2 separate regions of the Zea mays genome follow, and region 2 is linked to region 1. Evidence: chromatin contacts called from public Hi-C data. All regions are on one chromosome and are shown on one strand. The core of a region is the stretch at or near the end of the contact, and the rest is flanking DNA. Distances in the headings are between cores, read along the strand shown. Region 1 has its middle 5.4 kb from the start of MIR168a. Region 2 holds the start of LOC103626567.

What was found. A called contact is a pair of places that touch in the nucleus more often than the background predicts.
Region 2: a contact with region 1 is called in a Hi-C map of ear, with 2.2 times the contacts expected there. The contact joins the promoter of LOC103626567 here to the enhancer-like site in region 1. A contact is called at or near these places in 3 of 25 Hi-C or Micro-C datasets (ear, leaf and tassel).

The regions. Positions count from the first base shown.
Region 1 is chr5:76,374,244-76,378,822 of Zm-B73-REFERENCE-NAM-5.0, reverse strand. No RefSeq gene overlaps it. Among protein-coding and RNA genes, the nearest start is that of MIR168a, 5.4 kb to the left of the region's middle. Within about 2 kb of position 2,007, at least 19 of the 20 cell types and tissues checked have an H3K27ac peak or open chromatin away from gene starts, as enhancers often do. A contact at or near this core is called in ear, leaf and tassel, where this site is marked.
Region 2 is chr5:76,548,146-76,552,724 of Zm-B73-REFERENCE-NAM-5.0, reverse strand. It overlaps LOC103626567, which reads right to left and starts at 1,847. Exons shown (of 8, transcript XM_008646982.3): 1 at 1-1,847. The coding sequence starts at 382.

The DNA of each region.
Region 1 (4,579 bases), core at 758-3,257:
AAAAACAAAATGGAAACAAATGACTGTACTATTAAGAGGGGAGCCTAATTGGACTATGATGCACTCGGAGAGTATGCAAAACTATTTATAAAAAAACACTTTCAAAAGGCTAAATTGACTCGAACTTGTTTGCGAAAACATTTGAGAGTTACCGCGCTTGCAAACAGATGATCATGTGCTCTCAGTGTTGCTGCATGTGCTCAGCGTTGCTGTCGAGCACGCACCAGATGTGTCCCTTGTGTTTGCAACGTTTGTTACAATTTGTCCTTTATAGGACTTGGGACATCAAACATACAACGATACAACCAATTATCTTTAATATACGCTTTATTTATATCTAGAACTACAGTTAGATCTCTTATATTTCCATGTAAACTTCAAAATGAGTACTAGCAATCAGTGTTTTAGCTGGCTATATAGCCTTTGGGGAGGTTTGAAGCTAAGAGATGCATCATTTAACGCTAATTGAAATTAGCCGCTAATAGCCTTTATTTGGCCCGCTAAAAACACAATATTAGCTAGATTTAGCGCTGCTAAACTTGTTAGCCTTTTAATGGGATGAACCTTTGGAACATTGAGGACAAAAATAAACTACAGGCAGGCTCTTTACACGTGTTGTTGAATTTGCATGCACGTTGATTTGTTATTAGACATTTGAACTAGTGTTTGAACTATCAAATTCAGATATTGAACATTTGAGCTATAGTTTATGCTCTATCTATGAAGATATGTCATGCATTTTTTTCTCTCTAAAACTGCTAAATGCTGGTTTAGCTCGCAGCTATATATAGCCGGCTATATAGACTTCATATATAGGTGATCTAAAAACTTACTCGCCGCTAAGAGAGCCTTAGCCGGACATTTAAAACATTGCTAGTAATGCATGGTAAATTTCAGCTGAACCCTTTAATTATACCAGAAAAGGTCCCCTGTAACCAGACCATTCGTACCATGCATAGCGTAGCTGGATTGAACTGCAGAGAGATTAATTGATTCAGACTGCTTTTACTGCTACCACGGGCTCACGTCGATTGTAAGCATCCAGATTTGGCTGAGCTGGAGGCCCGTTGATAATTGGTCTACTTCTGCGGGTGCTTGGCTGCTTGCTTGGGGTCTTCTTCTGGGTAAGCAGTGCTGGAATAGGGAATTAGGGGTAGAGATAGAGAGAGAGAGCCGGGATGGCCGGCAAGTTACAGCAAGAACGCATGCTTAGGGTTTAAGCTAAGACTCATATGATTGGGATTCCAGCTGTCGGATCAGCGTCATTATAGAAATAACCCAGTGCTGTTGCTACTGAGGAACAGATCCACGTGCCCATGGACTATGTAATTAACATCACCTTCATGATGATCTTGTACCCATGCCCAAGTGGGTATTGGGTTCGTTTTTTTTTCTTACATATATATATTATAGGTATGAGAAAGGCGAGTCTTCAGTGATTAGGTGTCCAGGAAAGGAATATATGATGCTCGTGGATCAAGATTCTTTTTTCTATGAGGAAAAGACAAAGTAGCCGATTGGCCGCACTAGTTGGCCCTCCATGCCTGGCGTTTGAACCTGCTTCAGTGATTATATGTGTGTGTTTTTTTTTACTTTGCTTTGTAGCGGTTGGAATATTAATTAAATCGACAGCCGCCCAGGAGAACATGCTCTGAAAAGCTGTCGAGGAATATAAACTAAGTTAGGGTCTGTTCGGTTTGGTCTCGATCCTGGATTGGATGTGATTAGATGAGTTTAAATCCTAAGTAATTCAAAATCATCGTGAAGATCTTCACCGAGTGGGTTTAACTAGCTTGGACGGGCAAACATTGCTTGCTTTTGGCCGGCCAGTCATTCAGCTCACTGCTTCCATTATACCTTGCACTTGCAGAACTTCAGAACATCTCCACCTGCCAGGTTAAACCTTTCTGCATCCAAGTGGACTGGACTTCCAGGTGCATCCGAGTGGATCCATTTTGACACGCCAGCGCTCGATCACAGCCGTTGATATAGGATCGAACGGTGCACACCTCGCATCTGATGGAGAACAGCACTGCACAGCGGCTTTCCGACTTTATACTATTACTACCCCGGGGGCTTCCACTCTGATGATGAGGCTTCTGAACAATGATAGGAACCTTCCAGAACCTTCCGCGTCCGCGCCGCTGGCCCCGCCGCGCCTCACTTCTCCTCCACCGCATCTGCACCCGCGCGCCGCGTCATGCCGGCGACGTCGGCCGATGGAACTCTGACATCATGGCGCACTTCCGCGCCGGCAGGGTCGGGGCGGCGCGCCGGGTGTTCGACGAAATGCGCGAGCGGAACGTGTTCACGTGGAACTGCATGGTCTCGGGCCTGGCCAGGAACGGGTTGCTCGCCGACGCGCGCGGGGTGTTCGACGCGATGCCGTCCAGGAACTCCGTCTCGTGGGCTGCGCTGCTGACGGGCTACGCGCGGCGCGGGAGGGTGGCCGAGGCCAGGGACCTGTTCGACCGGATGCCTCACCGGAACGTGGTCTCGTGGAACGCGATGGTGTCGGGCTACCTGCGGAACGGGATGGTCGACAGGGCGCGGGAGCTGTTCGACGCGATGCCGGCGAGGGACGACGTGTCGTGGCTCATGATGGTCTCTGGGTATATGAGGAGGAAGCGTTTCCGTGAAGCGAGGGAGATCTTCGACCGCGCGCCGTCGCCGCCGCCGACTTCAGTATGCAACGCGTTGCTGTCCGGTTACGCGGGGTATGGTTACCTGAAGGATGCGGAGGAGCTGTTTGGTCGGATGCAGAGACCGGACCGTGTTTCTTGGAATGCCATGATCACAGGCTACACCCGGGCTGGGATGATGCAGGTTGCACGGAGACTGTTTGATGAGATGCCCGGAAAGGATACTGTATCATGGACAGCCATTGTGCGTGGGTATTTACAGAACGGAGATGTTGATGCTGCGTGGGAGGTGTTCCAGGACATGCCTGACCGTGATGTCCTTGCTTGGAACACAATGATGGGTGGTTTTGTGGTGAGTGATAGGTTGGATGATGCGTTAAGGTTGTTTGCTGACATGCCTGATAGAGATCTGGTGTCATGGAATACAATCTTACAAGGATACATCCAACAAGGGGACATGGATAGTGCAACTACATGGTTTAGGAGCATGCTAGAGAAAGACGAGACATCATGGAACACAGTGATCTCTGGGTACAAAGATGAAGGAGCACTTAGTTTGCTGTCCGAAATGACTCGAGGAGGATATAGACCGGACCAGGCCACTTGGAGCGTGGTTATTTCTGTCTGCGCCTCCCTTGCTGCTCTCGGCTGTGGAAGAATGGTGCACATTTGCACGATCAAAACCGGCTTCGAGCATGATGCTTTGGTGATGAGCTCATTGATCTCTATGTACTCCAAGTGTGGGCTAATTACTGAAGCTTCCCAGGTTTTTGACCTGATTGTGCAAAGGGATACAGTGACATGGAACGCGATGATTGCGACATATGCTTATCATGGTCTAGCTGCTGAAGCTCTGGCACTCTTTGACAGGATGACAAAAGATAGGTTTAGCCCAGATCATGCAACGTTTCTGAGTGTGTTGTCTGCTTGTGCGCACAAAGGGTATCTATATGAAGGCTGCCACTATTTTAGAAGTATGCAGCAAGATTGGAACTTGGTTCCAAGATCTGATCACTATTCGTGCATGGTCGATCTCTTAGGAAGATCAGGTTTTGTACATCAGGCTTATAATTTTACAAGAAAAATCCCTTCCAACCTTCAAATAAATGCATGGGAGACACTGTTTAGTTCATGCAATGCTCACGGGGATATCCAGCTTGGGGAACTCGTAGCAAAAAATGTTCTTCAGTCGAGACCTTCTGATGGAGGAATGTATACACTCTTGTCAAACATATACGCCGCTAAAGGGATGTGGAGCAGTGCTGCTACTGTCAGAGGTCTCATGAAAGAACAGGGGTTGAAGAAGGAGACTGGGTGTAGTTGGATTGAGCTTAAGGGGGACGTTGTTTCCTTCTCATCAAATGATAATGCACATCCTTTGATTGAGCAGATATGCCAAGAAGTTGATAATCTTTCTATTCTGATAGAAGAGGCAAGTTAAATGGGAACATCCTTTGACATGGCTATCAAAAGGAATTCAGATTGTTTCTTTGAGATTATTCACAACCACATGGATATAACACTAGTATATGGTAGAAGCGATGAATGTCTGAATTTGAAATCCTTTGGAGGAATTACACAGTGCTGATTTGCCGGAGCTCAATCTATTCCTTTTTGGAGATTCCTTCAAGATCAGAATCAGTGGTGAGAGCTGTCTTACTGAATCACCAGCTCGTGGTTCGAAGCAACCTCTCGGCACTGGATCTGTCCTTTTGCCCTTCAAGATCCCAATCGTGGAATTCAAAACAGCACACTGATGACATCATTTGGAACCCTGGTCGCTGGCCAAGCGAGTCAATGTGATGTAACGTACCCTCAAACCAGATTCTTTCGGTAGAATTTATCCTACTATGGGTGATGGGTCATTGGGACTCATAGTTGCCCATTGGAGCATACCGGCACTAGATAATTTCAGAAATGTTCTTATGCAGATTACT
Region 2 (4,579 bases), core at 598-3,097, 170 kb before region 1:
AGAAGGAGATGAGCCTGTAGGCGAGCAGCCACGCCGGGTGGATGTCCCGGAGGCACGGCCGCCACGCCTCGTCGTCGTACAGCACCCCGTGACACCTCTCCTTGCCGCCGTCAGCCGCAGCGCCCGGGGACGACAGGCCCGCGCCCGCGCCGCCGGGACGCCGGTCGGCGCTGGGGCCCTCGTGACGCCAGATTAGGTAGCCCGCGACGGCCATGCAGGCCAGCACCCACAGGCCACAGAGCCCCACCCGCCAGTGCAGCCAGTAGTGCAGGCTCGTGGTGTCGGCCGTGGCCATGGGCTCGTACGACCGCGCCGCCGAGCTTCCGCCTCCTCCTACTCCTCCTCCTACTCCGCCGCCGCCGCCGCCTGTGATGAAACGCATGCCCCCGCCGTTAACTAGGTAGCCGCCTCAGACTCCTGGCGCATGAACCGCGCGGCGCGAGCGAACGCGGCAATGGCTCTACTGCTGCGGCGCGCGGCAAGAACTCGGTGGCTCGGTCCGAGCAATGCGCGCGGACTAAACAGTACACTCTCGAAAGGAGCGAGCTGGGAACAGCGCCGGGACGGGAGGGAGAGGGGGGCTCGTCAGATTCTTGTAGCGGAAGGAGAAGGCAATGCTAGTTGATAGCTGGTAACGAGTAGCGTTGCGGTGAGGACGACAGGCAGGCGACACACGAAACCAACGCCGGCGAGCAGAGGCAGAGCGCACACACACACACACACGGATTGCATGCGGGGGAGACAAGGGAGGAGTGTATCGATGGGCAACGAACAAACAGCCAGCAACGGCCCCGGCCCAGGCCCCCGCCCCCGCCCACGGAAGACGCCAATAAGGCCAGGTCACACTCTCTGCTCACGATTCTCTCGCGGCAACGCAAGCAAGCAAAAGCAACCGCGGCTCCCGCGCGACGGAAACGAACAGACAGGGATCGCCGCGGCAGGCAGCCAGCCGTAGAACAGCGAGCTCCTCCAAGACCACGGAGAGGGAGGGAGGGGGGGCGGTTAAAGATGGGAGAGCGGGGAGAACCGGAGAAGATGCTTGCACGCAAGAGGGGGAATGGGAAAGCTACAAAAGGTAGAGGGGGGGAGGTGAGGGAGGGCAGAGGGGGGGTGGCCTGGGGAATGAGATGCTTTGCTTCTTCCACCTTTCGAGGGAAATCTCTCGCCCTCGGGGAGTTTATATACTCCTCTACATACCGACGGGCGGCGACCATACAAGCAGGGCAGGCATGTGGATGGGGACGCCGTCTCATGATCTTCTTCTCGTGTCGTCGTCTCTCTATCATTTGTTTATCATCTACTCACACACGGTAGGATTAGAATTATAATAATAGTAATCAGAATCTCTCGCTTGCCGCAATCAACCATGCAACAATGTCCCTCTCTCTCTATCTGTCTGTCTGAATTGCACTTCTAGAGTTTGGCTTGTGAGAGGGGTCATGGCCATTGCTCCCGCCGGTGCCAGCTTGCATTGCAATTGCCATTGCCATTGTGGGGGGCAGGGCACAGGCCGGGGCAGTACAGTTACACAGCTACAGCTACAGAGCAGCAGTGGATTGACCAATGGTCAGTGCCTGGGGCCCGTCCCGGCGTCTCTTTCGGCCTGCATTGCGCTGCATAGGGGTGAAAACGGGCGGATACGGACGGATAGTAGCTCATCCTGTATCCTACCCTAATGTATTTAAAACGGATTCGGGATCGGATACGGATAGTTAGAAACGGGACGGATACGGATACAGGGACCGGATATTTATCCGGGCGGATAAGTGACGGATACAAATATTATTTTATCGGATATCGGATACTTGTTGGATAATGCATTAATTGGTTATCATAAAATATTCTTGTTCGATCACGAAATTGCAAGTAAATTAATACTAATAAACATTTAATAGAAGATAATCTCAAGTTCCCACATAAAAATGGTAGAGTGAAGTATTGATTATGTTAAAACTTGGATACTTAGAGTGATTTCACGTGTAACTCACCTAATAAGTGGAAATAAAATAGAAAAAACGTTAACATCCTATGGATTTTATGGTCCCATTCTATTCAAATAAAACCTCAAGTCGCCACATGAAAATGATAAATGAAATATTATATATGTTGAAACGTCGATACATAAAATGATTTTACGTGTAACTCACGCAATAAGTGGGAGTGGAATGGAAGAAACACCAACATATTGTGGATTTTATAATCCAAATGTTTTTTGAGAACTATATGTGGATATATGTTGTGTCCCAGTAAAAATTCATGAATTTTTTAGGCTATTTGGTGTATTATTAATTTCTTGTAGAAAATCATCAAAATACAATTAAATTCATAAAAATATTGTAGTGTCGACCGGAAATTGCGAATAAGTTACCAATATTAATAAATAGTTTATAAAAAGATAATTCTAAGTTTCCACGTGGAGATAATCTTAAGTCCCCACATGAAAATGTTAAAGTCTATTATTTTGATATAAATTTAGACATTATTTCAATGATTTTGGCCTAAAGATATGTTTAAACAAAAATGTGTTGTACTACAAAGTTATAGATCTCTTCGAGCTCTACAATTTTCATATAAACTTTATATTCATCCGATTTCATATGTAAAAGTTATGATTTTATAACTATATTATTATGCAGAAAAAGAAAAAACGGGTACCCGAATTCCGGGTACCCGTATCCGACCCGAATATCCGGGTATTTATCGGGTAGTACCCGTTCCGTATCCGACCCGAATCCGAAGCTGTACTATCCGGGTATTACCCGTATCCGTCCTGAATATAAAAATACCCGTATCCGTATCCGAAAAATGGTCCCGAATCAGTATCCGTATTCGGTACCCGTTTCGGGTACCCTACCCGTTTTCACCCCTAGCGCTGCATGCCTGCATGGTGGCATATTGGCGTGGGAGGGAAGAAGGAGGAGGTGTGTGTTGTGTGACCCCTGGAAGAAGGCTGGAACGGGAACCAAGGCTGCTTTTCCACCCATCAAATCCTCGTCGGCCGCACCAAACAGCAACAGGGCGACGCGACGGCGACGCCAGTCACGACGCCATGCAGGCTGCAGAGGCGACTCGGCAAGCACCGACGACGCGGTCCGTGACCGTGAGGTTTTCAGGCTACAGTGGTGCTTTTCCACGCGAGAAGAGGAAGGAACCGGGAGCGTCTTTTCAAACCCTTCACACACACCGCTGCCGTGGTTTTGCGGTCACTTCCCCCCAGGCCCCAGACCACAGCTGTTCCATGTCACAGGGAAACTCAAGGAGGAGGAAGAAGGGACAGGACAGGAGAGTGTACTGCGCATCTCTGCTGGGAATTGGGAAAAGGGAGGGGGAAAAGTTTACATTTTTTTTGTTTGTTTACTTTTCTTGACTGGATTGTAAACCTGCCTTGACTCATTTGACTGGCTGCATAGCCTAGGTTTGGTTTTACCTCATGTTTTATTTAAGTAACTAGAGAACGAGCAAGTAGTAATGCATGGATCCAGTGGCTGCCTCGAAATTGCAATTTTTTTCCACCTGCTTTTTTACCCCCCAACAAAACCAAACAGCTGTTCTCTTTGCCGCAGAGGAATCTATCTTGGTAGAAAAAGGCGGGTTTCTCCCCACCCCTTTTCTTCCCCCGGTCCGGCACAACATGCATGTAGCAGCAGAACAGGGCAAGCTTGCCGGCCAAGGCTTGGAATATGCTATGTACACACATATATATCAATGCGTATAAAACAGATCGATGCAGAAAAAGGAGCATGCAGGTATATCCTAGCGTTTGACAAAGCTCGCTAGCTAGCTCTACGTGAGTACAGCACAGATTAGCTAGCCAGCAGCGACCATTGCCGCTAGCCTAGCTTAGGCTTAATCATGTGCAGTTCTGACCTTTTTGACGAGGGTGTCTTGTTAGCATGGATGATGCATGTGTCTCTATATATAGAAAGAGAAGGTTTATATAATAAATAAAAGCCTAGTGTGGCTAAGAGATCTTCCAATGCCATCCATCCATGATCATCCATGTCCATCCCACGGCATCATCAGGATCCCATCCCAGGCAAGAAGAAGCGGACTAGGAGAGGCTCCCGGTTCTGGCGCCGATTCGATAGATGCTAGCTGCTGCGTGATGATGACTATCTCCGTCGTCCTCTGGATCCTCCATGCTGGACTTCTCTGAGTGATGATGATCTGGGGGCGTGGCAAAGATTGGTCGCGGCAGATCAGACGCGGTAAATTAGGGCAGTAATAATAATTGACCACCAATGCAAGGAGGGCCGGGGTTGCTGTGCTGAAGTAAAGTAAACTAAGCTAAGCTAGTGTTAGCTTTAGATCGGCTGCTTTGAGGGCGAAATGATGGTCATGATGAGTGACACACAGAGGGGGTGGGGAGGGGGGGAGGAAGGAGATCTTTTGTAGGGCAATGCGTGTGTTGGTTTTATTAAATAAACTTTTAATTAAGGGGGGGACGATATGGCTGGCGGGAGATCCTCTGCGGCCGATGGCTTTTCCGATGGATCCCAACGCGTGTCTCGTGACGCATGTGAGCCGTGAGCGAGAGATGAGTGATGACCGACGACCGGAGGTTAGGGAAAGAAAGGCA